Regions from separate parts of the Sus scrofa genome. Here regions 1 and 2 are each linked to region 3. The links are chromatin contacts, called in public HiChIP or PLAC-seq and promoter capture Hi-C maps. All regions are on one chromosome and are shown on one strand. The core of a region is the stretch at or near the end of the contact, and the rest is flanking DNA. Distances in the headings are between cores, read along the strand shown.

Region 1 (2,700 bases), core at 145-2,644, 470 kb after region 3:
GAATTCCTCATAATCAAACAAGAAACCAGGATAGCAGTTTTTTCAATCATGGAAAATTTCAAGCATTCTAAAATGCCAATATAGTTAACACCCCCTGTACAGGATAATAAATGTTAACATCCTGAAAAAATTAAAGTTTATGCTCCTTTGTTTTCCTTTTTTCATTCCTTTCTTCTTTTTCTCATTAGGGGCAATCACAACCCAGAATTTGATGTGTATATTCCCAGTTCTTGTTTTTTATTTTTAGCACATGTTCATGTGTACATGAGCAGTACAAATGTTGCTTCATATTTTTTAAATGTATCTTATCACGCTATAGTAAATTGACATTTGTTTTTACATTTAACATAGTGTTTTTTCATCTTGATATGACATGTGCAGATATATACAGATCTAGGTTATTAGTTTCAAACAGCCGTGTGACAATTTATGGCAAACATATATTCTAAATTTATTCATTCCTCTATGTATGCTTCAATGCTGCAATAAATGCAATGCTTAGAGCAGTATCTAACATACAGTATGTCCTCAAAACATATTTAACGAATGAAATGGCATAAAATATTTTAGGCAGAATATTTTTTGCTTCAACTATCATTATTTGTCATTTAACATCCATTCTATCTCCATGCGTGGCAGGGGTCAATCTCTGAAATTTTCTAAAGCCTTTTTACCCAATCTACTGAAAAAGGCTCTGGTGCCATGCCCGTGTGGGGGCAGGGGTGGGTGGATGTAGTGTGAGTATGGAATGGATACAAAGACATCTCAAGGTCAAAATATAAGACAATGACGGTTTGGTCTGGAGTTTGGGAGGGTGGCAGCAGCGAACGCTATAAATTTGAGGGAGATCAGAGAGTTTACAAGGCAGGGCATGTCCGGTGCTACCATATTCAGATTACGAGGTAGCGGAATATAGAGGTCTTTCCGCGCGTCTTCTGAAAGATGTAATCATCAAACGCCAGACGGTTGCTATGGGAACCGGTGTGTGTGTGTGTGTGTGTGTGTGTGTGTGTGTGTGTGTGTGTGTGCGCGCGCGCGCGCGCGCGTTCGGCCAGAATTCTTGATGCACGCTTAGAATATTTCTTCTTCCGGTCGTCGGTTCTTCGCAACCACCGCCTCTCTCTTCGGTCCCCCGCCCATTCTGTGGGCTTTCATCATTCTCTTCCCATTTCGATTCTCTCCTTTCCTGTTCTAGGTGGCCATCTTGGACCATGCGTCAAGATGGCGCCCCCTGGTCCCAGAGGCAAAGCCCAGAAGCGCCAACGAGGCTGCGCGCGCACGTGCTCGGGCGCGGGAGGGTGGGACGGTGACGTCAAGACGTCGTCCCGCCCCCGGTGGTTGCTCCGCCTCCGGCTCCACTCCGCCTTCCTCTCACCGGGCGAACCCGGAAGTGGAGGAGGAGGTGCGGCGGCGGCGGTGGCAGATCGGGCAGGCGGTGGCTGAGCCGAGCCCGACAGCGTGTCTGGGGTTGGGGGCGGGGGGCGGGGCTGAGCGGCCTGGGCAGCCCGGCCTTGACGGGGCGGGGGAGGCCATGGCCTCGGCAGAGTTGCAGGGGAAGTACCAGAAGCTGGCTCAGGAGTACTCGAAGGTACCCGTCGTATGCGGGGAGTAGGGGGTCCCTGGCCCTACGGCCTCAGGTTGCCTTGGCAGCGACTTGTCAGGACAGAGGGGGACGGCGGAAGGGGCACGCGAATGCTCCCCTCCTCTTTCCTCCGCCTCCTCTGTCCTCCATTACCGTGCTTCCACCTGCAGCTCCCAGGAGATGGGGCCGGGCGGTGTCTGGGTCCGTGTGCATTTCTGCGGGAAGGCGCAGGAGTTTGATTCTTCCTTCTCACTGAACTAACGGGCTTGTACTGGGATGTCAAAATCCTGGCTTCCGTCTCTGGTGCTGGTCGGGAGGGGAAGGGAAAGGTGAGGACCACTCCTCCACTTCTGCTTCCTCAGTTTTCCCAGCCCAGTGATGGGAAAGAGCAAGCTTTTTCCCTTCCCACAGGGATGATATGAGGATAGAAATTCATCTGCCCCCGGTCAAATCAAAAATGTAAATAGAGTCATGCGCGTAAACTGATGCACCAGAGATGGGTGGTTACGAATGGATTCAGTGCTGTGGCAAGATGTTGTCTGGAAATGCTTTTGAAAGCTTTAGTGCTAGGGCTGTGTCTTTTTCTCCTTCTTTTTCACGAATCACCTGGCGTGGGACGGATTACCCAGCAGGTGCTCAATACGTGTTGAACTAAGCAAAATAGGAATCTCCCCTTTTGTCATATTTATGGCATCTGTCTTTTAAATGATGGAACCTTTTTTCTTGGAAAAGGGCGGTGCTGCTTTTCTGGATAGGGTGGTTCTGCCTCAAGCATATTCTAATGAAGTTATAAAAGCGGAATCTTACATATTTAGAAATTGATTCAGTAGTCATTGAACTTAGTTTTCAGTGATCTTGGCATTCATCGGAGCAATGGGAAGACAGCCCCCTTTTTACAATTTGGAGAAATTGAGACACGTTTTCATTTAACAAATATGCAGCAAGGTGAAATGAAATATTCTTTGAAAAATAAAACCCATGCCTAAAACATGCACACTTTAAGTCTTTCCATCATCAAATGGAAGCCTCAGATACTACACTTACTCCAACGGTGCTACCATTGGCAAAACTTCTTGCACTTCCATTTGAATGTCTTAAGAGCCTGTGGCAGGGTGTTA
Region 2 (2,700 bases), core at 72-2,571, 360 kb after region 3:
GCTGCATCTTTGACCTACACCAAAGCTCCCAGCAATGCCGGATCATTGACCCACTGAGCAAAGCCAGGCATTGAACCTCACGGATACTATTCAGGTTCATTAATGTCTGAGCCACAGAGGGAAATCCTGTGGTCTCTTACTCTGAATGCACCTATGGATTGTCCTCCAGGACAGTGTAATAAAAAACAAATGGAAGTGGTAGATGACTTTGGACAATCATGTAGACATGGTGTTTTCATCTGTGGAATGAGAGGGTCAACCACTTCCATTTTTGTTACTGTATACTGTTAACACCTATAATTCTTTGGTGTCTGTGTCATCCTTACAGCTTAATTTGTTTCATTATCAGTAGGCATCTTGTTTCATATTCTGCTCACTTTATACTTAGAGCCTGGCACATAAACAGTTAACATTCATTGTTCTGGAAGGAAATGAACTTCTGTTAGCACCTACCTAGCATGCCTCAATCACTGTCCAGGTCTCTCTCACATACCCTTAAAAAAATTCATTCAAACACATTTGTGAGAAAAGCATCATTACTCTAGTTTTTGAAGATGTGGATATAGGAATTCAGATATTTAATTATCAGGGTCAAAATGACAATGTAAAATGGAGTCTTAGTTTTGTCCGCCTCAGTTTCTCTATCTGTAAAGTGGGAATTAGTAAGAATTAGAATAGCGTTGGTGGATTTAGCAAACAAAACAAAACTGGAAGGTATATACCAAAGGGAACATTCTTATGCTAAAAAGCTATTCCACATTTGCCTGAAATTCAGATTTAACGGGGGTCGCCTGTGTTTTATGTGGCAATGTGTCTCAGCATTATGATTATGACAATGCACGTAAAGAACTTAGCCCTGTACCTAGCACTCTGTGAGAGGTCAGTAAATGCTATGCTTATTAAATTTTGAATCTTATACCAAAATCTTTTTTTTTTTTTTTTTGTCTCACACACGTTAACTTTAATCGCCACATAAAATTTCAGTCAAGCGCGGGTGATACGACTTTAAGTGTCTATTAATGCTTTACCGTTCGTAAAGCGCTTTCAAAGCCTGGTCAATGGCGGAAAGCTCTTGAAGAAACCCACTGAAGCTCGCGCTGTTGCGGTCGTCGCTACAGTCCCACCGCAGCCTCCGCGGGTCGCCCCAGCCAGACCGCCACGCTCGTCCCGCCTCATCTCGCCCCGCCCCCACACCACCTCGGCCACTCAGCAGTCGCGCCGCGCACTGCTGCACTCCTATAGGTCCTTCCGGGACGGGCGAGGCCTTTCCATTTTCCCGCCTTCCCCAGCCCTTCCTCAGCCCGAAACCCGACTGGCCCACAACGTCTCCGCCCTGCCTTCCGTGCGAGCCCCGCCCTTCCGGACACCGCATCTACCCCCTTTTCCTCTCCCACCCGCAGTTCTGGGCAGCCAGCCGGTCCCGGACCGGCCCTTCGGTAGGAAGTGGGAGGGGACAGGGAGAGACTGGTGGAACCCCCTCCCTAGGGGTCGCTGGAGGCGGGGACCAGAGGGAGGGGCGGGGCTAATCTCCTTGGCGCCGCGTTGCCATAGCAGCGGGGGAGGGTAGAGGGAGGGGGAGGAAGCGAGCGGGAGGGGGGATGTGGTACTGCCGCTGCTGCCACCGCAGCTGCTGCTGCCTTCTCGCCGCGTCTTCCCGGAGGCGGCTGCTGGAAGCCGCCGGGAGCAGCTGCGGTTCTCTGCCATATTGTGTCTTCCCCTGCCTGTCCCTCGCCTCTCCGCTGCCGCGGCCGAGCTGATGGTGAGTCCCAGGCGGAGCGTAGCCCTCCCCAGCCGGCGCCGCCCGGCGTTCGCGCTCCCCGCGCGGACTCGCGGAGCCGCTCCCGGGCGTGGAGGCAGCGCGTGCGGCAGGCGCCGGGTGTGGGGCGCGGAGGCGGCTGTCCCGTGACGCGTCCGGACATTTTTGTCCGGGGAGGAATTGGCGCCGGCGCAGAGTTCTCTCTTGCGTGCGGCTTGGGTTGTGTGGGCTCCCGGGGGGTGGTGAACTGAGGGGGTGCGGCTCCGTGAGGAGTTAGTTTTTCCTGAGTGGTAATGATCGCCCGGGAGGGGTGCCGGCTGTTCGGAAAGGCTCGGAGTTGGCTCTGAGGAAGCTTAAGGCTCGACTCAGGGCCAGTTATTAGAGGAAGCGCCCCAAACCCGCCGAGAGTCTTTGCAACACCCCCTCCCCCGGCTTGAAGTGCAGCGAGACGTGCCAGGCGTGGGGTCCTGTCCGGGACCGGGCAGACTGGCTGGGCCCGGCCAAATAGTGGCCGGGGAGGCGCCGGGCGCGGCCGGGAATGAACTTCGAGCAGTGGGGCGACCGGGCGTTGGAGTGGGCAGGGGCGGGTCCCGGATGTGGGGGTGGCCGAGCTCGGCACCCTCTGGCCACTCCTTCAGCAGGCGCCCCCGGGGCCTCTGAGGGGGGCCGTTTTGGTAGGGTGGGAGTTAGTGTTTTTGCGCAGCAATATGGACACTTCCTGTTCGCGGCTTCTCTTGGCCCGGTGGTTATCTCTGCCCTTAAGTCCTCTTTCCTGGGAAGGTGAGAGGTCGTGAGGGCGTGTGTGAGATAGTTCAGCTTTTTGAGTTCTCCCCACCGCAGCATCCGCGAGTCTGGAACCCGGGAGGACGGTGGGAGTCAGGGGACCGCGGCCCATGTGCGTTGTGTTCCATTTTACTCAGTTCCACCCCTTTGCCTCTTTGAGG
Region 3 (2,700 bases), core at 95-2,594:
GTTCGTGAGCGAGCGGAGAAGCCAGAGGGATGGGTGGGGAGAGAGGGTACCGAGTCCCCGAAACCAAACAAAGCGCGGCCTGAGCTAGAGCCGGAGCGAGTGGGGAAGCCACGGCTTTTCCTGCCGGCCGGGGCCCCGGCCGGGCTGACACTGCGGCAACGGGGGACCCGCCTCCACTCAGCCTCCGGCTCCCACCCTCGGGCGCACAGGCCGCCCCCGCCCGCCCTGGCCTCCCTCCCCGCGGGTCCCGGCCGGTCGGGCGCCCAAGCCGGCGGGAGGCAGGGAGAGAGCGCGGCCTTACCCCGCTCGCCGGCGTTGTTCCGCTCCTGGGGCAGCGGCGGAGGCGGCGGTGGTGGCGGCGGAGGCTGCTGCTGCTGCTGCTGCGGCGGCGGCGGAGGCTGCTGCTGCGGCGGCTGCTGGGGCGGCTGCGGCGGCGGCTGCTGCGGGGGCTGCTGCTGCTGCTGCACCGGGCGCGGCCGCGACACTCGCCTGGGTCTCCGGTTGGCGGCTCGGACGGAGTTCATTTGCCGGGCTGAGGTGGCGGCTTTGGCGGAGGGACACACACACACACGCACACGCACCGCGAGCTCCGGAGTAGGAGAAGGGGGTGGGGAGAGGGGAGGAGGAAGGAAAGGGGGAGAGGGGAAGGGGAGACGGTAAGGGCGGAGGGGCGAGCGAGACCCCTAGTCAAGAGAAAGGCCCGTGGAGACAGACAGAGACCGAGCGAGGCCGGGCGGGCGGGCCTGACGCACGGGGAAGGCCGAGGCCGCCGGGCGGGGCGGCCGCGAGGGACGGAGACAGAAAGACGGGCAGAGGGAGAGAAAGAAAGAAAGGGCGTCTGCCCGCCTGGGGATCCCGAGGCGAAGCGCGGCGTCGGCGGCAGAGGAGACAGACCCCGGTCCCGCCGACTCCCGAGCGGCGTCTCCGGCGGCGGGGGGGAGTGGGCGGGCGGGCGAGGAAGGGAGAAGGAGGAGAAGAGAAGGAGAGAAGGGAGGGAGGGAGCAGGGGGCGCCCGGCTCTTTTTTTCCCTCTTCCTCCCCCCCGCACCCCCTGAAAGAGATTTCTGAGAGGAATTTTTTCTCTTTCTTCGGCCTCTTCTCTCTCCTCCCCCCCTTCTCTCCTCGGCGAAGGGGAAATGAGTATGAAGGGAGGAGATAGGGGGAAAAAGAGGCGTCGTCGTTCCTCCTCCTTAAAGGAACCTTTCCTCCTCCTCCTCTTCAGCCCCGTCGCCGTTGCTTCTGCTGCTGCTCCGTGGCAGGAGGAGCCATTGACACCGCCGGAGCCACCTCTCGCCCAGTCGGTCCCTCCCCGCCGCGGGGCTGGCCGGGGGCGCAGGGGAGGGCCGCGGGGCGGCGGGGGGAGGGGCGAATGGGCGGGGAAGAAGAGAGGAGGGGATTCCGGCCAAGCAGCCAATGGGAGGCGTTCATACAACCTTCGGCCCAATGGGGCTTCCGCTCTTATCGCCAAGTCCCTTCCTTCAACGCCCTGTTTCCTCTCTCGGGTTTCTCCCTCCCCCGCCAAGGAGGGGGAAGGAGGAAAGGGGGAGTGTGGCGGGGCGGGTGATAATGGGGAGGTATCAGGGCATATAATAGAGCGGGGGGTGGGCGAAGAGAGCGTTAGTGCGTAGCGACGATTCTAGGAGAGGAGGTGCTGGGAGGAAAGGGCGGGGGCTGCTGATGTAATGGGGAGAAGTGATTAATCCTTCGGTTCGCTGTTTCAGCCTATCCCCCCTTTCCTTCACCCGATTTTTTAAGCGGAAAAAAAAAAAAAAAGTGGAGCAAGGTAGCCAATCTTTGATAATTTAGGCTTCTTGTGGTAGGTAGGTTCAAAGTCTGAGCTGTAGGGAGCGCTAGAGATTCTGTGCCCTTTAGTCAAGCTGAGGGTATTTGAGAACCTTGGAGATCCACTTTACCGATCTTTAAGCTTGGTAACCGAAGTTTGGAGTCGGTTCCCAGTCGTAGTATAATAGGAGTCATCAAGATCTTGAAAAGGTGTGGTCAATACGTAATAGGTAAGGTATTACCAAAAAGGTAAATTTACTTTTGGGCAGTGTGGTCAATATAATATTTGGGAAAATAATATGTGAGAAGAAGAGAGAAGTAAAAGTGTTGAGGTTGTAATTGTGTGTGTATGTGTGTAGATCTCACAAACGCAAAGCAAAAGAAAAAAACCCAGGGGGAATTATCTTTTGTGTCTGTATCTGGTCCCCTCAGCATAATCTCTCCCCAAGGAAAATGCGTTTTTATTCCCTTGCTGCTGTTGTAAAGACTAAAAAGATACCCTTTCTCAATTCTCTTCTTTCTCTTTTGTTTATCATTGACTGGCTATGGTAAAACTGGCAGTTTACCTGATTCCCTTCTTTTCAGGCCTTTGGGTGATTTTTTCATTTGAGTTTGATCAGTTGCTGTCTTAGGTTTGAGATAGATGACTGTGTTACAAAGTACATAAGGGAAGTAAAGGTGACTGGGGAGAGTGGATTTGGGGAGGCAGGAGAGAGCCGGGAGAGGCAGTATCGTGTAGGATATTTGAGTCTCTGATTTTGATATGTGCCTCCAGGCATCTTTCTAGGTATCAGGGTCGCCTCACCTTTTTTTTTTTTAATTTAAAAAATTTTTGTCTTTTCTAGGGCCGCACCCGCTGCATATGGAGGTCCCCAGGCTAGGGTCCAGTCGGAGCTACAGCTGCTGGCCTAGCCACAGC

The links. Promoter capture Hi-C pulls out the DNA fragments that hold promoters and counts their contacts. HiChIP or PLAC-seq counts read pairs in DNA pulled down with a chosen protein or histone mark.
Region 1: a contact with region 3 is called in a promoter capture Hi-C map of fetal liver, with 8 times the contacts expected there. The contact joins the promoter of PPP1R21 here to the promoter of FBXO11 in region 3. A contact is called at or near these places in 2 of 5 promoter capture datasets (fetal liver and liver), 18 of 47 Hi-C or Micro-C datasets (alveolar macrophages, blood, embryonic fibroblasts and 11 more) and 2 of 2 datasets of contacts at active chromatin or transcription factors (alveolar macrophages and skeletal muscle).
Region 2: an H3K27ac HiChIP or PLAC-seq map of alveolar macrophages shows a contact between it and region 3. The contact joins the promoter of FOXN2 here to the promoter of FBXO11 in region 3. A contact is called at or near these places in 1 of 5 promoter capture datasets (liver), 5 of 47 Hi-C or Micro-C datasets (alveolar macrophages, fibroblasts, heart right ventricle and 2 more) and 2 of 2 datasets of contacts at active chromatin or transcription factors (alveolar macrophages and skeletal muscle).

What each region holds. Positions count from the first base shown.
Region 1 is chr3:92,226,413-92,229,112 of Sscrofa11.1, reverse strand. It overlaps PPP1R21 (protein phosphatase 1 regulatory subunit 21), which reads left to right and starts at 1,394. Exons shown (of 22, transcript XM_003125155.6): 1 at 1,394-1,588. The coding sequence starts at 1,532.
Region 2 is chr3:92,335,738-92,338,437 of Sscrofa11.1, reverse strand. FOXN2 (forkhead box protein N2) reads left to right here and starts at 1,321. Exons shown (of 6, transcript XM_013987898.2): 1 at 1,321-1,436.
Region 3 is chr3:92,695,046-92,697,745 of Sscrofa11.1, reverse strand. FBXO11 (F-box only protein 11) reads right to left here and starts at 1,344. Exons shown (of 23, transcript XM_003354838.5): 1 at 302-1,344. The coding sequence starts at 524.